Regions from separate parts of the Zea mays genome. Here region 1 is linked to region 2. Evidence: chromatin contacts called from public Hi-C data. All regions are on one chromosome and are shown on one strand. Each heading gives the region's core, a stretch centred on a gene start, on an enhancer-like site or on the middle of the called end of the contact. The rest is flanking DNA. Distances are from core to core; before and after follow the strand shown. Region 1 holds the start of LOC542582 (alpha tubulin 6). Region 2 holds the start of LOC100501446.

The links. A called contact is a pair of places that touch in the nucleus more often than the background predicts.
Region 1: a contact with region 2 is called in a Hi-C map of leaf, with 4 times the contacts expected there. The contact joins the promoter of LOC542582 here to the promoter of LOC100501446 in region 2. A contact is called at or near these places in 7 of 25 Hi-C or Micro-C datasets (ear, leaf, leaf mesophyll and 1 more) and 2 of 3 datasets of contacts at active chromatin or transcription factors (leaf and seedling).

Annotation. Positions count from the first base shown.
Region 1 is chr7:169,089,105-169,095,846 of Zm-B73-REFERENCE-NAM-5.0, reverse strand. LOC542582 (alpha tubulin 6) reads right to left here and starts at 3,402. Exons shown (of 5, transcript NM_001112118.3): 1 at 3,052-3,402; 2 at 1,921-2,135; 3 at 1,628-1,827; 4 at 510-1,018; 5 at 1-404. The coding sequence starts at 3,164. The coding sequence ends at 89.
Region 2 is chr7:168,932,317-168,939,114 of Zm-B73-REFERENCE-NAM-5.0, reverse strand. It overlaps LOC100501446, which reads left to right and starts at 1,424. Exons shown (of 1, transcript NM_001348009.1): 1 at 1,424-1,944. The coding sequence starts at 1,492. The coding sequence ends at 1,908. LOC100277357 reads right to left here and starts at 1,972. Exons shown (of 1, transcript NM_001348008.1): 1 at 1,426-1,972. The coding sequence starts at 1,836. The coding sequence ends at 1,663. It overlaps LOC100281321, which reads left to right and starts at 5,474. Exons shown (of 12, transcript NM_001372497.1): 1 at 5,474-5,790; 2 at 5,930-5,995. The coding sequence starts at 5,584.

The DNA of each region.
Region 1 (6,742 bases), core at 2,153-4,652, 150 kb before region 2:
AGCAGCACGCAATGGAGTGGACCCATACAGAGTATACTCAAAATAACTCAACCATTAAGCACCAGCGAACTAATTATTAACCGGCTACTCAATAGTCATCGCCCTCGTCACCCTCGTCATCTGCACCCTCTGCGCCGACTTCCTCATAGTCCTTCTCAAGAGCAGCCAAGTCCTCACGGGCCTCGGAGAACTCACCCTCTTCCATACCCTCACCGACGTACCAGTGAACGAACGCCCGCTTGGCGTACATAAGGTCGAACTTGTGATCGATGCGCGAGAACACCTCAGCAACGGCAGTGTTGTTGCTGATCATACACACGGCACGCTGGACCTTTGCCAGGTCGCCTCCAGGGACAACAGACGGTGGCTGGTAGTTGATGCCACACTTGAATCCGGTGGGGCACCTGTGTGGCGGCAGCATAATTGAGTTAGTTAGGATCACTAATCAAGGGATAAGCATGTGATATTATAGAATAAGTGCAACTCAAATTGCGACAAAGACAGCTTACCAGTCCACAAACTGGACAGTTCTCTTGGTCTTGATGGTTGCGACTGCAGCATTGACATCCTTGGGAACAACATCACCACGGTACATCAAGCAGCAAGCCATGTACTTCCCATGCCTTGGGTCACACTTGGCCATCATGCTTGAGGGCTCAAAGACGGCATTGGTGATTTCAGGAACAGAGAGCTGCTCATGGTAAGCCTTCTCAGCAGAGATTACAGGGGCATATGAGGAAAGCATGAAATGTATACGTGGGTATGGAACAAGGTTGGTCTGGAACTCGGTGACATCCACATTGATAGCACCATCAAACCTCAGGGAGGTGGTTAGAGATGATATGATCTGTGAGATCAGCCTGTTCAAGTTGGTGTAGGTTGGCCTTTCGATGTCAAGGGACCTCCTGCATATGTCATAGATAGCCTCGTTGTCCAGGAGGACTGCAACATCAGTGTGCTCAAGCAAGGAGTGGGTGGAGAGGACACTGTTGTATGGCTCTACAACAGCTGTTGACACCTGCAATCCAGGGTGGCATTAGAGGAAAAGTTAAACCATGGACCAGACCCAAAATGATCGATCATCTCTACCCATTGTCCACATAACAGCTAAGATGCAAAAAGAAACTACTCTCATGAGCAAGCTGAATGGCCCACATCACATGGACAGGAGGGAGCAGCACTATAGGATAATGTTGGCACATATGCGATGCATGATTTCAAGACACTCATAAAGATGACCTGTGGCATGTGACAGTTGTACTAATCATGGTCTAAACCATGCACAGGAAGGTCCTCCTCACTAACCAGAAGTCCACAACAGTTGATTTTTTGTCCACACATGATTTAAATAATGCTAGGCTGGTCCAATGATCAGTGTCTATCTGTGTGATTTAGAAGGCAAGGACAGTGCTGCTAAATTACATGGTCCGTAGATTAATTCTATATAAAACAATTCCCTGTTGGTTGACAAATATAAATTGTTAACCTGCTTCATGTATTATTTCCATTTCTCAGATATTTAAGCCAGCATCTCAGTTTGGAAAGAATAGATATACGAATACTTTTTTTGAGAAATCACCGGATACTAGGTTGCTAATATAAGGTTTTAGCATAGGTAAGGTCATACCTGTGGGGAAGGATAAATGGTGAAACCAAGCTTGGATTTCTTGCCATAATCAACTGAAAGGCGCTCCAATAAAAGTGACCCAAGTCCAGAGCCAGTCCCACCACCAACAGCATTGAACACCAAGAATCCCTGCAGCCCAGTGCAGTTGTCTGCAAGCTTGCGCACACGGTCCAGGCATAGATCGACAATCTCCTTCCCAACTGCATTCCACATAATTAGAATTGAACATATCCACAGTCACAGAAGCATAATACCCACTCCTATTACATATTCACATACACATGGTGAATTACCAGTGTAGTGGCCACGGGCAAAGTTGTTAGCTGCGTCTTCCTTGCCCGAGATGAGCTGCTCTGGGTGGAAGAGTTGGCGGTACGAGCCAGTGCGAACCTCATCAATGACAGTGGGTTCAAGGTCGACGAAGATGGCCCTCGGCACATGCTTGCCAGAACCGGTCTCGCTGAAGAACGTGTTGAAGGCATCATGTGCGACGCCAACCGAGGTATCACTGCATCATAATCAAACCAGTGTTAAAAAAATGTATAGCGAGGAACTCTAGTAAGGTAGTAACCATTGGCATATGAGCTAAAGGAGTAATTATAGCTTACGCAACCTCCCTCCTCAGGGTCCTAAACAGAATTTTATATTATCAAGCAGAGTAGCATTAGGGCAAATTTTCTATGCTACTACAAAATCAGGCAAACAGAGAGAAGCATGCCACTTTTAACAGAGGACAAGATGAAACTCGTGAATCCAGGGAGATCCAGAGTCTGACACTCATCCGAGCTCCCCGGTTATATTATTTATTAAGCATCCCCACAGATTCAATTCTTCAGATCTTGCGTCTTACATAGTTGGAAACTCTATCTGTCCCCAAGCACACAAACATAGACGTGCGCTCCTCTGAGGACCTCAAGGCATCGTTCTGTCATCTGTGTCGCCTGCCTAATTCGCAGGAAAAGAACAGATGCAGCAATTGGCAGGCCTAGTATTAATAGTAATCCAAAAAATGCTAGCGCAAACCCTTAATTAGGAAACGTCGCATCTAGTCCGGCTCATGCATTGCAATCTCTCAACAACCGGCAAAAAATGTACCAAAACCCAACAAACCACAACACATCCGACCCAAACAAACCCCGTCGCAAAGGACCAGACTAGAAGTACAACGCAAACGAACCAAAATTACGGAGCCGACATAGAAGTACCATCACTACACACCTACCCGGCCCATCGTCTGCTCCACCGAATTAGAACACACACAAAACGCAGCGATCCGAAACATCTCGGAAATGCGACGAACGAGCACGCCAGAATTTCGAGCACCCGGCTCCCTAGAACGCGCGACAGATGCGCGCTGCCAACAAAAAAAAATGGGGGGAACAGGAGGCACGCGTCCGGCAGATCGACAAGAGTCGAGCATTCACCTGGGCATGGTGCCATCGGGCTCGATGCCGTGCTCGAGGCAGTAGAGCTCCCAGCAGGCGTTGCCGACCTGGATCCCGGCCTGGCCGATGTGGATGCTGATGATCTCTCTCATCCTGCTCGCCCGTCTGCCCTTCCTCCCTCTTCTCGCGCCGCGGTTTCTCTTTGCTTGGGCAGGGCGCTCCCTCTAATCTCTCCCTCTCTCTCCTCTTTCCAAAATGTGTGAGATCGGGCGATAAAAAGGGGCGGAGAGGAGAGAGAGCCAGAGACAGAGAGGGAACAGGGGAGGTGCTGGCGATTTCCTGGGTGCACTAGGGAGGAAACTTGAAACGGTTGCTTTTGCAACAGCCAACGCTACTTCGTGGGCGTTGTTCACGTGAGCCGGCCTTGCTATATAAACGTATTCGTAAGGTGTTCCATCGCGTATAAAAGTTAACCATAGTTCTAAAAACAATAGAGCGATGACCTAACAGGACCATTGGTGTCTAACGTGATAATATGTGGTAGCATGGCACACAAATAAAAGGTTTGTAATCTTAGGACAAGACATAAACAAGGGACCTAATGTAAGAGCATCTCTAACGATGCCTCAAACTGGTGTATTAAATTGAAATATAAATCTCTACATAGATAAAACTACCCCAAAAATATCTTATTTTATAAAATTTGATTAAAAATTTATAGAGCACTCTGTCAAATGCTTCAAATATACTACACCGCAGTGATTTGTCTATAATTTAGATTTTGAGCTTTACTGTTGGAACAAATTATTTTATCAGTGACCTAAATTTTATCAATTATACTTATTTACAAATTATAGGATATTTTTATATGTCACACTGCTAGAGATGCTCTAACATAGTGAATTTAGCCATATACACCTATTTTATAGGTATGAACATATCATGTGTGTATATAGAAAAAGTGAACAAAGTTTATGGACGGAGTGAGAGCCGTTGGCTAGAGATAGGCTGGCCTAGATATAGTTTGTTACTCAGCGTGTGGCCAGTTTATAGAGGTTTGGCTCGTTAGATCTATAATACCATGACCTCTCCTTCATGTTTGGTTTTGGTTAGGAGTGCATATGGCCAAATTGAATAGGCTTGAATTCCTCTCTTTTATAGACCCAAGAAAGAGAGAGTTATATGGCTCAACAACTTCTATCTTTTCACGATCATTTTGAAAGAGGCAGAAGCGCCAACCCTAGAAGGACACGCTCACGGTCGAACCCCGCGGCACCGAGCCGAGACCGGGCATGTTAGAGCCTGACATGAGAGGACGGGCGTGTCGAAAGGTAATCACTCGAGTGGATCCCGCACCCGGTCCGAACTAACCTGACATAAATAATTGGTCACATTAACCGCGCCTGACACCAAGCCACAGCGTGGGTGCCGATCCGCTTCCCACTCATGACACCAAGCCACAGCGTGGGCGCACAACCTCAGCACAACCTCAAGGGTAAATTTATAGAATATTTATATCAACATAATACATATGGTCCGCTTCCTATTCAACACTCTGTCTACCGTAACTTAGTTATTTAATATTTTTATCGGTTTTTAAAGTTTTAAAAAAACATAGAATATTTATATCATCATAATACATATAATTACCATGTTCTAGAGCTTAAACATGGTTAATTTCCCAAAGAAATGATACAATTAGCGTGTAGATAGTGAATAGTGCTCACCTATATATTAGGGAGATCTCTCTCACTAAAAGCGAGGAGGATGGGGGAAGGGGGGAACTACATGTCCTGATGATCAATGTGGCCAGAGAAGAGCGGTGGCGCTCGTTGTGGAAGAAGAGGAAAGAAAAAAAAAGAGGAAATCGTGTGCATGCTCTATTGGTATGATCGTTTGTCTTTAATCTGTATCGGTTTATACTGTTTTTGCAGTATCTTTATTTTCAGCTAAATTTAATTCGAAGCAAACAACTAGTATAGTTCTCTCTATCGCACCAGACGGGGTGACGCGACAGATGATGAGTTTGAATCGGTGGCGCGACAAAAACTTATCATATTATTGCTTAAAATTTGGTTGACCTGTCACTCTCATAAATCGGTCATGCGAGACAGAGTGAGACGTCAGCACAGTTTTGGAAATAAAATTAATCTAGAATTATTTTTAGAAATAATTTAAAAATGTGTTAGAATGTAAAAATCACAGAAGTGACACGTCAGCACGTATCTGGAGTAGATCTGTTTGCTCCTATTGCTAGCAGGAGCAGAGTATTCAATAGAGACTTGTGGCGGCTGCTTTCAGGCTCAAGCTTGGGGCAGCAGCACCTGTCTCTCAGTGAGCGAGTGCTGTGCAGTGCAGTACAGTACAGCTGACAGCGAGGCAGCCAGCGGTGAAGACAGGCTGACAGCGGCACGGCGCTCCAGCCTTCGCTTCCAAGATTAGTAGCCCGATTATTCGTCCAGGTCATCAGATCAAACAGGACGATATTTTTATTCGTCCAGGTCATCAGACCAAACAGGATGCTTTTCTCCGTCGAAAACCCCCGAGGACTAGAGATGGCAATGGGTACCCGAAACCCGAATACCCGACGGGTTTTACCCGATATGAAGGCGGGTACGGGATGATTTCTCTACCCGCGGGTATGTTAATGGGTAAAAACCTCTACCCGTTGGGTAGACGGGTACGGGTACGGGTTGCAACTACCCATACCCGTCTACCCATGGGTAAAATATACCCGCATCAATACAACTATAACCATCTAATAGAGCCCATCTTAGCTAAAATAAAACCCTTCTCTAGCTATCATTTGTCTAGATACCAAGTTATGTAATCATATGATTTGTTATATCTGAAGTTGAAGTTGTTTTTATATGTTTATTTAATATTTTGAGTGATTGGTATATTAGAATTTAAGACTTTCCTAGCGGGTACGAGTTATCCGACGGGTAAAAATACCCGCGCGGGTACGGGTATGGGTAAGATTTTATACCCGCGAGTATATATGGGTAACCCGACGGGTAGAATATTTTTTGATGGGTACGGGTATGGAATGGTACTACCCGACGGGTATGTACCCGTTGCCATCCCTACCGAGGACCCAGCGGAGTATCGCGCGTTTGTTAACGCTGCAACTTGTGGTGGGGGGAGGCTGTGCGTTGCGTACAAGAAGATGGCTCCGTTCCGTTTGGTGGTGCGATGACTGGACATGGAGGTGCAGGGGAAGGAGGGGGGCAGGGCAAGCGCAATCAGTGAGGAGAGGTTCCTTGCTGCGATGTTGTAAGCAGGAGCAGGATCAGTCAGCGTTGCTGCGATGTTGTAAAAGCACTCGGGGTTGGGGACGGCTTGGCTAGCAGGTAGTGCTAGACTGCCAGTGCGTGCACGCTCGTGCGGATCTCTCGCCGCGCCGCGGCGTTGCTGCGCTTAGCCTTTCAGGTAGGTGCACATGTCCCCAAGGCAAAGCACAGGAGAGGACGGCAGACTTCGGCTACAGATATCTTCATATTTACGAGAAAAGTTTTCAGCTTGAAGTCAAAAGTCTTGATCCACGTGAGTTTAAAAGTTTGTCATGGCATCACTTCGGTAAGGACTATGGGGCACGCGTATTATGCTAGGCCAACATGAAACATAGGCATAGACATCCAAACTTTGTTTCATACTTTCGTTGCCACTAAATGCATGTGTTTCATACTTTGATTGCCACTAAATACATGGTGCAGACTTCACACCCGTA
Region 2 (6,798 bases), core at 175-2,674:
GATAACCCGCGGGTGGGATATAATATCCTAATCTGGATCCACCCGATCTTGGTTCGGATACAGGTCTAACTCATAAGTCAAAAAATATATCGATATCTAGCTCTATTGGAATCGAATTGCGACGAATATCTGATTTCAGGATCAAATTGCCATCCTATTCACGGCTTAAGTCTATTAAGTTTTCTTTCGAAAACTATTTTTTATAAGAGAAAGAGTTGAAAATAAATTTATTTTTTTTTCAAAAAGGAAACTTGTGGACGTGCGGATTGTTCGCTCCATTGCATCCTTTGCCATGGCCCAAAGTCAGCGGCACATTGAGCCCAGTTAGAACTAGCGAGCTTAGGTCAATGGCTCGATCAATGGGCCAGGCCCGAAGCACAACGAGCCTATTTTGCACGTTCTCTACGTGACAGCGGAAATAGGCCCGAAGCTGGACTGGCCCGTCGGCCCGAAGAAAAAATAGCGTTCCATTAAAAATTCTTTCAATGCAGAAATGACAGCGGTGCAGTGTGATATTACGAACCCCTGCAGATTAAAATAAAAAAAACTGCAGCGAATACAGCTTTAGATTGAACTAAAAAAACGTAGCGGTTGCGGTGCTTTAACACGAAGCGAACACTCCCTAGAGTGCACGTCACGTAGATTATTTACTATATATTATTTGTTTACTTTGAGCTCCTTGTATCTCAGTGCGTGGATGGCGATGGCACGCCATTTTGTTTCAGCTTCCAGCGCGCCATCTTTCTTTCAGCATGCCAATTGCCAGCCATGTTGATGCAGTCGGTAGGGGCGCTGGGCAGATTCCGCCGAAGACTGCCAGCCATGCTGATGCAGTGGGTACGAAGACAAGTAGACAACTCATCTGTGGACCAGTTTGAAAGAGCGAGCCGCACATATACGGACATACCACATGGCGCATGGCTGTCAACACCAATCATTTCGATCTTTGGATCTCTCAACAGCCCTCAAAACCAACCAACGGCCTAATATCGGACTCGGTGCCACAGCATCCGTTTGCAGACTATAAAAATTAACGCTCTGTTGATTCTGAACATTTTCTTTGACGGCTTTCTGCCAGTGTTCAATCCAGATGATTCTTCGCCGGACCAAATTTCTCAATTGTATTACCGTATTTTTATTTCTTTATTGTCCCCACTGAACTTGGATGCACGAATTGAAGGCATGCAGCAAATGCCATATAATCTATCAGATTATCACTAGCGTTTTTTCTTTGCAGAAGGCAAAGAACCACTTGAAATTGCCGAGACAAATTCGTTGGTCGCAAATACCTCATACTGCACGCTAGATAACCTTCGTTGGCCGCAGTCCCGCAGATAGAGAATCTTATACCTCAGATTGAACGCTAGATGGGCACACGATATTACCGTAAAATTAATTGTGTGCACTTGGTGCTCAGGCTGGAAAGAATCAAATAAATCATCTCATTGATAACCAGAAAACGGGGCAGGCACATGATCGCCGCCACAAACAATGGAGCGTCGACGCACGTACCACCACGCGCACACCTCCTCCTCCGCCACCGACTCCATACATACAGACACACGCCCGCCGAAACAACTCACACAGACACGCGCACGACACGGACTCCACTCGCGCCAGACGAATCACAAATCAAGCAGAAACCACGCGTCCAGCGCGGATCTAGCAGAAGAGGTAGCCGAAGGCGGCGGCGGCGAGGGAGGCCGCGGCGAGGGGCACGGCGGCCGCGGCGTCGGAGGCGGGGGCCGGGGCGGGGGCCTCGGCGGCTGCGGCGGACGCCACGAGCGCGGCGGCCATGGCGGCGACGGCGACGAACTTCATCCTGAGGCCGGCCATCTGCGAGTGTGTAGTGTAGCTAGCGAGTCGGGTTTTTATTGGGCCGCGCGGGATCTCTCTACGAGAGTATGAAGCAGTAGAAGTGTAGAGAGATGCGCGCAGGCGACGGGCTGGCTCGAGCTGGATGGAGGTGGGGAAGGACGCTGCGGAGGGACGAGGGTTTTATAGAGGCGGGCAGGGGCGCAGGCCGGAGAGGGCCCCCCGCGCTTGGCGCGGCCAGGTAGGTTGCGTGAGGCGGTGGGGGGCTGGCTGGCTGGGGACGACCGGGAAGGGCCCCGCACGACGCGCGGCTGGCTGGCCATTTGTCGGGTTCCGCCGCGTTTGGTGAAGCGGCCGGGCAGCCTGGCATCGCCTTGCGGTTGGGCGGGCGCCGCGGGGCCGTTGCCCGTTGGGGCCCTCTCTGCCCTGCCGATTGCTGTGCTGACTGCTGACCATGCGCGCGTCTGAGCGCGTCGCCGCCCGCCCGCGGTGCGCGTCCTCAAGACGGCACGACCCGCGCCGAGGAAACTTCGTTCGTGCGCGTATTGCTTGGTGCTACAAGCAGGCAGAGGCAGCACAGCACTACAGATGCAAGCAAGCGATTCTGGCTAACTTGACAAAAAATAGTTACTTGAAAACGTTAGAAAAAAGTCCACATTACCCTCCTCAAGCTTAGGCTACGTATAAATAACCTTATAAATTAATATTTAGTTCAGTTTACTCTATCCAACGGTTTCATTTGGTCTAGTTTATATCTTAAAAAGATTCTTATTTTTATCTCACTATGTGCAAATTATGTTTTAATTCCAATTTTTATTACGTCACAGAAGACATCATGGTTGTGTTAAAATATATTGCAAATTTTAACATTATGCTATACACGGTATTGTACCTCTAGTTTTATTTATTAATAAATCTCTAAGCCATTAAAAATAATGACAGAATATAAGATATGTCTTTCTAACATAATATATGATATCCTCTGTCACCACAACCTACGCATGAAGAAACAAAAATAACAAATCTTATTATGGTGTAAATTAGATCAACGTAAATACTTGAAGAAAGTAAATTGAACAAAATATAGACTTTAAAGAATAATCTAAACACATTTGAAATTTGAAGGAGGTAATTTAGATTTTTTTTTCCTAGCGCGCTTCATGGTATAGCGTATGGTCTTATTGAGATTCTCGTGTTTTCTCCAAAAGATGCGTCCAAACTTCAATAGGATCCTTCATCTATCTTATGCATGGAAATAAGCTTCACCATGGATCAAAAGTAGGGATGGCAACGGGTACATATCTATTGGATAGTACCATCCTATACCCGTATTTATCAAAAAGAAATCTAACTGTCGAGTTACCCATATATGCTCGCTGATATAAAATCTTACACATACGCGTACCCGTACGGGTAATTTTACCCGTCGAGTAACCCGTATCCGCTAGTAAAGTCTTAAGTTCCAATATACCAATCACTCGAAATATTAAATAAACATAAAAAACAAGTTTAACTTCAAATATAATAAATCATATGATTATATAACTTGGTAGCTAGATAAATAATATCTAGAGAAAGATTTTATTTTAGGTAAGATGAACTCTATTAGATGGTTATAGTGATATTGATGTGAATATATTCTTCTCATAAGTAGACGGGTATTGGTAGTACCAACCCGTACCCGTCGTACTCGTACCCGTCCGTAGAAGTTTTTACCCATTAAATTCCCGCGGGTAGAGAAATCATCCTATTCCTGCCTTTTATCGGGTAAAAACAGTCGGATATTTGGGTTTTGTGTACCTATTGCCATCTCTGATTAAAAGCAGTATTGATGTTCGGAGCTACAGGATTAAGAATAGGTGCCATTGCTATGTGTTATGGTAGATCAGTTGATGAATAAAGATTTTTTAATGTTTGCATGGTACTGTTTTGGCGGGATGTCTTGATTTATTTCCTCCAATCTTTGTTTGGGGGAATGTTCTGTGTTCAATAACTGCGTCCGTTATTTGGATGCGAGGGAAATGAGTCCGTCAAAAGCGGTTGCTGACCCCTGACCTGATGCGATGTGGACGGTTAAGTGCGTGACATCTAGCCGGAGCAGGGAAGCCGCGTGGCAAGGCGTCATGAGCCCCACGACAGGTCGCAAGGATAGGTGGATCCAGAGGATCTCGGTAGCAAACGGTCATGCGCGCGCATGGGCAAAGACCAGCCTGGAGGGCTGAGCTGGCGTGGCAGTTTTGATTCGCCTGTGCAGCGTTTATAAAGTTCAAAATTTAGGCAATCTAATTTTCGTCGTTTTTTCTTTTATTAAAGTTCATTGTTTATATTTTTTTACAAATATCTAAATACAACTTTTGTTAATATTAATGTATTCATATAAAGTTTAAAAATATATTTACCTTAAAATAGAGAATGTAGAACCACAAAAACGAGGAGGCAACTAAATTTGACCGTTGCCCCAAGCCCAGAGGCTAGATATCTCGTTTCACCGGGTCAGACTGTATGCACGTTTGATTGAATCCATGTCTTAAAATAATCACACATATTTTGTATGTTATTATAAAATCATATATATTTATATAAATATACAATTATTGTATCTTTATAAAAAGAAAAAATAGGAAAAAGTAACAAGAGTTAGATTGTCCTATATGTACACTACTTTTAATTAGAGATGAAAACAGTAACTGAAATTCTCGTATTTTTGTAAATACAATATTGTTTTCAAAAATTACCGTTTTTAAAATTTAAATTTCAAATATCTATAAACATTATATTATAGTCGCTAGTCAGTAGATTAATTAGAATACTGGTTAAAATTCTGACCAGATAGAAGATATCATTTCCTACCGTTTTCAATCGTTTTCACTAGTTTTAAGAATACACCTTTGTGGAGGAAGGGAGTGTCAGTGTCATCGCGTTCCGGCAGTAGCTTCCGGAGAAGAGAATGGGTCAGCCGCCAAACCGGGCTCGATCCATCTGATCGCGGCGTGCTAACGACCAAACGACGCGTTGAAGCACGGTACTACCTACAGTACAAAACAAAATAGCGGCTGGCAAAACGTGACGGGCGGTTGACGAAGCTCGGTCTGGACGGCCGTGCGCAACTGACGCGCGTTGAAGCCTCGGAGGCCACAAGTTCGGCGCTGTGGTGGTAAAACCGCGTTTGGTACCGACGTACCGTTTTTTCATCGGCAGGAGCAGGAGCATGCAGGACCGACCGACCGACCGACTTTGTTTTGTTGGCCTTTGGTCGTCAATGCTTTTGTGGCGTGCGCGAGGCAGGTACTGGCACTCTTTGGTCGCCGGCTTTTTCTCGCGCGTCACACGACTCACGACGCCCGGGACCCGGAGCTAGGCGTCTACGCCGATGCCATGACCGACCGGGAGGAGCCTGTTCATTTGGCTCTGGTTCTTTATTCCGGCATGGCCAATTCGCGATGGCCCGCGTAATAGTGGGCTTTGGTCACTTAAATCTCTCGGAAAGGCCATTTGGGCCGGCACGGTGGCATTATTGCTAGCCCACGTAGTCTCCGATGACACGATCTCATGACGGTCTGGATTGGAAGATCTTTCTGTGCAGTCACGGCCCTCTTCCTTCTTCCATCGCCACTCACTAGTCACTATTCTGCCCCTCCGACCGTGTGTGCACAGGAAGGGCCAGTCACGGCACCGCAGCATCGCGGTCGCAGATTGCCGTGCCGAGCGAAGCGACCACAACAAAGCGGCCAGCGAGGCTCTCCGACACCGAGCCGCGCGCACGCAACGATGCCCTTCCTGCTCACGCCGGGCGCTCGGGCGGTGCCCTCACCGTCAACGCTCTCGCGCCTACTGCTTCCGCTCCACCTACAAATTACTAATGGCCGGCACAACCACCAGCACGGTCACGTCCCCGCCTCTCCCCTCCTATACCCTCGCCTCCGCAACCGCCGCAGCCGATTCTTCGCGGCCTCCTCCTCCTCCTCCTCGCCTCAGGTCCGACTCGCCTCTCCGCCTGCCGCCCCTAATATTATTAAATCAATCCTTTCGTGCGGGCAGATGTTCAATGAAATGCCTCTGCGGCGGCGATGTATTTGGCTGATGGTGCTCTGCTGTTTGTTTGTCTGCGTTGCAGATGGCGGCGCCTGCCGACGCCGCCGGTGGCTCCTCTGACGCGTTCGAGGTGATCCGCGTTCACCAGGTGTGGCCCTTGGCCTTCCTCGTTGGCTTTGGGCATTTTGTGTGTCATGACACATGGGCAGTAGTTATTATTTTTTGATCAGGTTACAAGGACGCCAAACACACACACCACTACACACATACTCGTGCGCGTCCAATACACATTAGAAAGAGATTGAGAGGCATAAACCCGTTAGTGCAGTGACACACGCAATACCATACACACATTAGAAAGAGATCGAGAGGCATAAACCCCTTAGTGCCTAGGACACACGTAATACCACTGAATGCGCACACGTGTGTACCCTACCGGGGAAAATTCCCAAAGTGAGGCACATGATGTCAATCCTGGGAATCGAACCCATGCCCTTGGCCTTCCTCGTTGGCTTTGGGCATTTTGTGTGTGTCATGACACGTGGGCAGTAATTATTATTTTTTGATCAGGTTACAAAGACGCCACAAACACACACCACTACACATACTCATGCGCGTCCAATACACACATTAGAAAGAAATTGAGAGGCATAAACCCCTTAGTGCGTAGGACACACGCAATACCACTGAACGCGCACGCGTGTGTACCCTACCTGGGAAAATTCCCAAAGTGAGGCACAGGATGTCAATCCTGGGAATCGAACCCACGCCCGGCCGTTCGCTCACCCGCGAACTCGCCAATACGCCCATTGGAGCCCAGTCCTCCACGTGGGCAGTCATTATGCAACTCAAGTGAAGTGAATCGGGTGTCTTGGTTCCATTGAGTCCTGTAGGACCCCAGTCTATCCACAGTTTTGGATTTTTTTGGGACAATAGAAGCAGATGGACTGT